Linked DNA regions of Mus musculus: all the other regions are linked to region 2. A link is a contact called in public HiChIP or PLAC-seq data. All regions are on one chromosome and are shown on one strand. The core of a region is the stretch at or near the end of the contact, and the rest is flanking DNA. Distances in the headings are between cores, read along the strand shown. Region 1 has its middle 16 kb from the start of Sfpq. Region 2 holds the start of Gjb3 (gap junction protein, beta 3). Region 3 holds the start of Zmym4 (zinc finger, MYM-type 4).

Evidence for each region. HiChIP or PLAC-seq counts read pairs in DNA pulled down with a chosen protein or histone mark.
Region 1: an H3K27ac HiChIP or PLAC-seq map of embryonic stem cells shows a contact between it and region 2, with 6 read pairs. The contact joins the enhancer-like site here to the promoter of Gjb3 in region 2. A contact is called at or near these places in 2 of 39 promoter capture datasets (hippocampal neurons and pre-B cells), 2 of 484 Hi-C or Micro-C datasets (cortical neurons and olfactory sensory neurons) and 3 of 115 datasets of contacts at active chromatin or transcription factors (embryonic hindbrain and embryonic stem cells).
Region 3: a contact with region 2 is called in an RNA polymerase II HiChIP or PLAC-seq map of embryonic stem cells, with 9 read pairs. The contact joins the promoter of Zmym4 here to the promoter of Gjb3 in region 2. A contact is called at or near these places in 1 of 39 promoter capture datasets (pre-B cells), 1 of 484 Hi-C or Micro-C datasets (embryonic stem cells), 4 of 115 datasets of contacts at active chromatin or transcription factors (embryonic stem cells and pancreatic cancer cells) and 1 of 9 other capture datasets (liver).

The regions. Positions count from the first base shown.
Region 1 is chr4:127,003,953-127,006,652 of GRCm38.p6, forward strand. No RefSeq gene overlaps it. Among named protein-coding and RNA genes, the nearest start is that of Sfpq, 16 kb to the right of the region's middle. Within about 2 kb of position 1,344, at least 68 of the 459 cell types and tissues checked have an H3K27ac peak or open chromatin away from gene starts, as enhancers often do. A contact at or near this core is called in cortical neurons, embryonic stem cells and hippocampal neurons, where this site is marked.
Region 2 is chr4:127,329,509-127,332,208 of GRCm38.p6, forward strand. It overlaps Gjb3 (gap junction protein, beta 3), which reads right to left and starts at 1,328. Exons shown (of 2, transcript NM_001160012.1): 1 at 994-1,328. Gm40251 (a long non-coding RNA gene) reads left to right here. Exons shown (of 4, transcript XR_868156.3): 1 at 1-627; 2 at 2,380-2,483.
Region 3 is chr4:126,966,952-126,969,651 of GRCm38.p6, forward strand. It overlaps Zmym4 (zinc finger, MYM-type 4), which reads right to left and starts at 1,276. Exons shown (of 30, transcript NM_001114399.2): 1 at 865-1,276. The coding sequence starts at 903.

The DNA.
Region 1 (2,700 bases), core at 94-2,593, 330 kb before region 2:
TGTGTAGCTATTAACTCAGCATTTTACCTAGCATTAGTGAGGCTCTAGATTTGAAACTAATGTCAAAAAAAAGTTTGTAATTATTCATAAGACATCTTTGTCTGCTTTGTTTGTTTTTTTTTGGTATTTTTTAAAGATTTTATATATATATAAAATATATATATACTGTCACTATCTTCATACACACCAGAAGAGGGCATCTGATCCCATTGCAGATGGTGGGGAGCCACCAAGTGGTTGCTGGGAATTGAACTCAGGACCTCTGGAAGAGCAGTCAGTGCTCTTAACCACTGAGTCATCTCTCCAGCCCAGGATGTTTTGTTTTGTTTTGTTTTAAAGAAATCGGGTATAGGCAATTCCTTGAGAAGATAGAGAACAGCCCAAAGGAATTTTTTTTATGGAATTGGTTAAAACATCAAGTAAAAGATTAGAAGTATTACTGTTTTAGATTTAAAGGTGAGAAGGGCCAGGCTGATTCCACGACAGGTTTCAAATTGACAATTAAGGAGACTCTGCCTAAATCGCTGTTTTCAAGAACTGGACAATTCCAGGCAAGTCCAGGCCTCAGAAGCTGCCCCACCACCTAGCCTGAGGCAAGGACAATGGGTCAGCAGCAGTTTCCAGACTTCCTCAGCTGCTTCCTCAGCAACAGTTTCCAGACCTCTCCAGCAAGTTTCCAGCCCCCACAACCTGGTAATGGAATGTCTACAGAAATGACCCAGCCGATTAACATAAAGGTCCACTATCACAGAACCCTCTAATGTGCTTTAAATCAGGTCTGCAAGCTCACTTGGTTGTTTCTCTATCTTGGTAATGGAGAGACCCCAGCATGCTGGACTTCAGCAGAATAAAACACTCTTTGCTGCCTTTATTTGAGTCTGGGGTGTCATTGTTTAGGGAATCAAGGACCCTTACAATGATTTTGTGTTAGCATTCTGTCTAAGCTCCATCCCAGTTACCTGGCAACAGCCAGGTACGCTTCTCCCCACAGTTTATCTAGGATCAAAAGTTACAGATTTATGCGACTGTGGTAATTTCCTTTAAAGAGAGGGATTGCAAGAAAAGATAGAAGAGAGGCCACTTGCTTCTGGTCCCTGATGAGGGAGGGAACCGGCAGAGTAGAAACTGTGACCCCAAAGGGATAGGTGATGTGCTTGTATTCAGTCTGGTTTTACAAAGACGCTGCTCAGAGTTTCAGGACATGAGCACCTAGAGGAATCAGCTCTTACCAAAGCACTGTGGCCAATTGTGCAAAGCAGCCTGAGCAGGCAGATCCTCCAGCTCGCTCGAATCCTCTCCCCTAGGGCGCTGAGCAGGCAGCCAGCACGTGGCTCACTCGCTCTAAAATTCAGCACTGGGAAGAAGGCTTGGGGGAGGGGCGGAGGTTGGCTCGCGGGGCTGCAAGCCAAACCTCTTTGGGGATCTTTTCCGGAAAACCCACTTAACACTCTTTCTTTCCCTCCTCGGTCTTCTTTTACCTCTGCCCTCTTAGATTTGTGTTTGTTTAGAATAATTCAACCCCCTCTTTTTGTACTCGGCCCCTCCCTGCTGTCCGCCATCAATCCTGAGGCCGGTGGGCAGCCTGGGTCTGTGGGAGGGATTCGCAAAGATGCTGGCGAGGAAAGAGATGCAATTAATCCAGGCCGTGAAAGAGTGTGGGGTTCGGGAAGAAACGCCTGCCCACGGTCACTCACCTGAGTAATTTGCCTGGAACAACTAACTCTAAAGATTACATTGTGTAAGTCATCCATTATGCTGGAACAACAGAGAGGCTTAATGCAACCCCAGAGTAACTCATTTAGATGCTCTCTTCAGCTAACACTGCCTTGCCTTGAACACAGGCAACAACAGGACTTATACTTACCCGGAGTCTTCGTGCGTGAGCATTTTTCAGATGATGGAAAAACCGATTCTGAATCTGTCTTCTCATTTCTTTATTAGTATGAGCGCCAAGAGAAGGGAGATGCTGCATTTAGAACTCATCTGTTGAGTACCTAAAATTCCCTAGGCCTGGGGACCACAGCCTTTCCTAAAACTATTAGCGTCTAGCCTTCACAATAACGCTGTGAGGGAGTTACTTACGGTCGCCATTGTTGTGAGGTGAGGGAAACAAACGGAAGGAAGAACAGTCGGTCCTTTAATTATCGCACCTTCGGAAAGACTGTTAAAATTCAAAGTCACACTTTGGCTACAGGATGAGTTCATGCCCAACCAGGGCTTAGTGCGTCCGTCTCAAGAAGTAAAAAGAAGGCAGAGGCTATATAGAAGGCACAACAGTTGCCCAGCATGTAGGAGGACCTAGCTTCAGTCTTAGTGTTGGAGAAAGTGAAGTTAGGCTGGGGATGGCTCATGGGTTAAGAGCATGTATTTGTTCTTCCTGATGATTCCCCAGCACCAGGGTCAAGCATGGGAAAAACTCCCTGGAACTCCATCTCCTCAGGCACCGACATTCACATGCAAATACCTACACACCAGCACACAGACATGCACATATACACATGATTGACATAAAAAATATAAAGTGAGACTCATAACTTAGGGTTTGAATTTTTTTATTTTACATAAGTACTCTGTAGCTGTTTTCAGACACACCAGAAGAGGGCATCAGGTCCCACTGTAGGTGGTTGTGAGCTACTATGTGGTTGCTGGGAATTGAATGCAGGATCTCTGGAAAAGCAGTCTGCTCTTAACTGCTGAGCA
Region 2 (2,700 bases), core at 78-2,577:
ATTGCTGCCCTCCACAGGGTCTGTCTTTTGAGAATCTCAGTTCTCGACTAGATGGGGGTATCTGGGAAGCCCTAGAGCGTGAAGACCCTTATGGGTTTGGTCCTGGCACTTACTTTTAAACCTTCCAGGGAGGGCCAAAGATTAGCACCTGGATTCTGACCCCCCAGGAAATGCCAGGACTGCGTTTACTAGCTGGGAGAAATCCAAGAGAATTCTGTAATGTCGCTAACCCTGTTCCTTATCTCTTATCTTGGATTACTGCAAGAATCTTCGACTGTTCCCTCCCCAGCCGGCTCTTCCTGGGAGTGCTCAAGGAGAGTGAAGGGGAGGAGGAGTTCCTTCCACCCGGTACCCCCTAAGGATGCCACGTCTGGGGCTCCCCATTTTGGTGCAGGCTACCTAGTCCCTTCTAAGACACACCCCGAGACAGACTCACCTGAAAAGAATTTCTCGCCTAGCCCGTGCTGAGGACTGGCAGAGCCGGTTCTGGATCCCCTGTTGCCCCCCAACTCCCGTTTCCAGCTACTAGAACGATTATTACTATTTTTTTAATCCAGTTTTTATCCAGCTGCGGGACCCAACCGCTCCATCTCTTTCTACCCCGCAGCACTGTGGCTGGCCCCAAAGGTATAGCTCCCCTCTTGGGCCCCGGGCCCCGTTTCCTTCCTTTCTAGACAGTTTGGGAGCTTTGTGAACCTGTGACTCGCGCGCGCGCGCGCGCGCGTGCGGGTGTGTATGTCCCCTTCTGTGAACCTTCCAGTGTCCGGAACCGCCACCTGCTCCAGAATGCTGGTGTATGTATGAGTGTGTGGGGTGGAAGTGGGAGTGGGGGCGGGGAGCAGAGCTTTGGGTTAGGGTGCTCCTTCCCTGCGCTTCTGCAGCATTAAATCTCCATGCTGGGCGCGTGGGCAGGCCCCAGTCCAGCCCCCCAGGGGATCCCCATAGAGAGGGGTTCTCAGCTGCCTTGGATTGTCGCCCCTTCCCGGTACTTACAGTCAGCGGCGCCGCCACCGTGGGAGCCTGGCTCCACGTGCCCAAGACCCACAGCAGAGGAGGAACGAGGCGGGAGCCAAGCCGAGCTCTGTGGCCTCGGTGAGGCTCCTGGCCAGCACAGCCAGAGGCAGCGTGGAGGAGGGGCGGCCGGGGAGGAGCCCGGAGTCGCCTCAGGGATGCAAGTTCTAATCCAGGAGCAGCTGCGCTGACTAGGGAACAGCAGGCTCCTTTGCGGAGGCTCCGCGTGCTCGCCTGTGGAATGGGGGCATTGGTGGCCACTGGCAGGGCTGTTGCAAGGACTGCAATGACATTAGGGTGTGAAACACCTTGCAAACTGTTAAGTGCCGTGGCAGTAGGGATGGCAATAAATGACACGCCTACGCTGGTTACCACGGATACCCCGTCTGCGCCCTGCCCATTTGGATCCCAGCCTGCTGCAAAGTTTCAAAGTTTTCGTACGCTCTTGGGGGCCCCCCTCCCGCCCTGTTTGCATCCCTGATGGCATTTTCCAGGGAGGCAGTGTATCTTTGAGACAGTCTTTCGGGGCTCACACTGTGCTGGCCACCGGAAGGGACACAACCAGGAAAAGAAATCTCAGGGGCAAGGATGGTGTTTGGAGAGATTTTAGATGACCCAGTCTGCCCAAAGGAGTGTGAAGCAGGGTGGGAGGCCCAGCTTGTGAAGGGTGGGAGACCTGCGCTTGAGGGGCTCTGGAGACTAAGATGTTCAGTCTTATTCGTGGGCCAGGACTGAGATCCTAAAAGCCCTATCGCCCCAGGAACGGAAATCCAGGGTTTCCCTGGGATCCCCAGATCTTACTCACAACCTTGCCCGAGGCTTCACTGTCTAGACAGAGATGACTGATGCCCGACCCTGGTAACCATTCATTCCACTTGCTGGGACGATATCCATTGATGCGGGCTTCTGATCTACAAAAGGCAGCCTACATTAGGAGGCTCTGTTACTGTCTCCTACTACCCAGAAGGATTCCCGTTCGCCTGAGCGGAGCGCCTGAGACAAGGTTGCTTCTCTTAGGAGCTGCATATCATTCATACAGCACGCAAAGGAAAGATCTCTGATCTACATTGAAAAGAGAAAAGGAGAGGCCCCGAGATAAACCCAGGGACACATAGAAGTAACAGAGCCAACTCCAGGGACCTCAGTGACGTTGGCATTGGCTACGGCAAAGCCCTGTGGCAGAGGCTACCTTGTGCTTGCTATGGGCAGAGCAATTATCAGCACTATGGCTGGGCAGTGCCAGTTTTGTTGTTGTTGTTTTTTTTTTTTTTTTTTTTTTTTCTGGATGACTCTGCTAATGTGCCTGGGTGATGGGATTGGGGGACCCTGACCCTGCCACCTGCTGCTCATTCTCAATTATTTCCCTAGACTTCAGAGCAAAATGCCTGGTCCCATTTCCTCACCTCCCACTCATGCTTCAACCCACCAGAAGATTTCTGTCCCTGCTGTGCTACAAGAAAAGCCTTGTCAAGGTAACTCTGATCTCCACGATGCTAAATCCCACACAGTAATAAATCCGTGACCTCCTGAAACAGCTGTCACAGAGTCCCGCCTTTCTTCTTGAAGCACCTTCCACCCCCAGCTTCCTTGACACCCATCTCATTTCCTGGTCCCTGGGATACCTTCCATCAGGCCTGTACTGTGGGTGCTCTGGGCCAGGCCCAGCATCTCCTGTCCCAGGTGAGCTCA
Region 3 (2,700 bases), core at 26-2,525, 360 kb before region 2:
AACATGCTGGGTGAGGGGAAGTTTAAAAAAAAAGCCTTGAAAAACATTACTCAGTGGATAGTATTGTTCTCCATCTGAAGAAAATGAATCACAACTAAATTAAAAATAAAAAAAGTTTCAAGACAAACTTTTAAACGGCTTACAACTCCTGTGTAGACAAGGCTTTACCTAGGGCAGGCAAGGCTGGCTGGGTACATCCTAAGGACAAAACTTGTCACTCTTCCACGTTACTAACTGCAGGTAAAGAATGCTAGACTATAACACATCCGTGGCTATCAGAACACATTCCCCCAACTTCAAGACGACAACCCCACTTCTTCTAAGGTGAAGAGAGCACCATGTCCACTTTGGGGCTTGATAACGGTCAAGGGGGAGGGGAGTGGAGGCAGGAAGATGAATTGGCTCCGGGGTTCCCGCAGCACCCTCCCGGTTACTCCTCAGGAAACGACCAATCCTCCACGACTTCTTCCCGCCACCTCTACCCCCACCTGACCTCTCCCCAGAGAAACTTCCATAGACTCCCTTTTCCTCGAGGATGCAGAAGCGGAGTCTGACACCTTGCGTCTCCCAGGCTCCCCCCCCCCCCGAATACGCACCACCACCCACACGCCGGCAAAGGGAGGGGAGCCAAGCGGACCACGGCCCCCGCCCCTCCCCCTCCCCGCCGGCCACCGAGCTTTGTCCCACCTGCCGAGGGGACCCCGGTGCCGCCTCGGGCCGCCCCTCCCTCCGGCCGTCGACCACCGCGCCACCCGTGAGCTCCGGGCTGCTCGGGGCCGGCCGCGCCCCGCCCCCCGCCCGCCCGCCCGCCCGCCTGCCCGCAGCCCGCAGCCCGCAGACGGCCCGCGGCCTCACCTCACCTACCCTCTTTCGGGGGCCGGTCTCCACCTCCCGCTCCGCCATGTTGGGCCCCGCTCGGAACCGCGGCGGCTCCCGGCGCGGCGGCCGCGGCCCCTCTCGGCCCCCGCCCACACTGCAGACACCGGCGCTTCACCCGCTGCGGTTCGGTCCCCCTCGGCCCCCGCCGGGCCTGGCGCGGGAGTGACGAGGGGGGCGGAGGCCCGCGCGCTTAGCCGCAGCTCCTGGGGTCCCACGGGCGGGCGCGTGGGCGCAAGGGCCTGCCGGGGCAGGGGGGCCGGGACTCGGGGGGTTAATGGCCTCCAAGGGGCCCCGTGAGGAGGATTATTTTCTCTCAGAGAAATTCCTCCGCCAGTGGTTTTCTTAAAGGGATCTCCAAACCAGCCCCTTGCGCGCGCCCCTGATGCGCAGGCGCGCCACAAGCCCCTCCTCCCTTTCCCACCAAGCCCCCGGTCCTGAGCGTGCGCGGTGAGTGGCCCAGGCTAGGCCTAATCCTGTTAGTCTCTTTGCTGCCAGCAGCTGCTCCCACCACTCAACTATGGCCGCTCCCTTAAAGGGACCATGACGAAGGGATGATGTCAGAATGAAAGATCTTAATGGAAGGACTATCTGGTGAAATGTCAGTGAGGGGTTCACATCACCACCCTACACCTGACTACAGAGATATTGCCAAAAGGAGAGAACCCTGATGAGCCAAAGTTCTCAGTGACCCTATGAACATGAAGAATCCCAACCAAGAAGAAAACAAGACTGTTATCTGAAGGAGAAACCAACAGCTTGTCAAGTAAAGGGCGTCGACTCTCAAGGAACAACTTCCAACCTTAAAACCAGATCCACTGGTAGTGTTGAAGGCAGAACCAATAACTGAAGACAATTTCCTCAATACCTGCTTGCCATTAGAATACTAAAATGAAAAAGGATCTTAGAAACCATCTACTCCATTGCTTTCAAAGTTAACATTGCCAGTATGGTCATTTGAAATAAATTAATTTACCTCAAGATATCGAGTGGCTGGTGAGGAGCTAGAACACAGTCTGGAATTGCATTCCTCCAGGATTCTGAACACACAAAACTGTCGTCAAGGCAAAAGAACATAAAATGTCAAGAGTCTTGATAGTTCAAGAACATGGCTGCTCTCCTGAGAAGTTTCATGGTGATGACCTGCAACTGCTGTGTGCCATCATTTGCCTCCACTGAAGGAATTTGAGGGTCTGACTTAAAGAATAGGAGCTTGAACTGTCAAGGCAGGAAATCCAAGGGTAGGCACTATCTTCCCTGAAGCACAACGAAGCCAAAGATAATGAGAGCTGAAGTCCCCTCTTGGATTCTTAATGAAGACATAGGCACAACAGACAGACATATAGTAAAAAATACAAGGAAATTAGTTTAGGTTGGTTGGAGTTGGGTTGGTTGGAGTTGGATTGGTTGGAGTTGGGTTGGTTGGAGCTAGGTTGCTATGTAACCCAGAGTGGCCTGAAACTGCTGGTCTTCCTGCCTTGACCAAGTGCTTGGACTGCTGGTATACTAGGAAATCCCCAAAGAACTAATTAAAAAAAATGTTTAAGTCTCTGAAGAGTTGTTATTCTCCATGGCAATACAAGGGGACCCAGAGCTCCTCTGCTCACAGGGTGAAAGTTGCTCTACAGCTGTACTTCTGTGTGTAAGTCAGTAGCTCTTTGAACCCAGGAACATTGGCTGAACACTGAAATGGCTGAAAGTTTCCATGCTGGTCCTTGATTCTCCCTTGGGCCTGTTATCTTTTGTTTCACTTATGGGTAGAACAAAAAGAAACATGTTCACTTCTGCCAGATAATGTTTTTTTTTTCATATCCTAGACTCTTT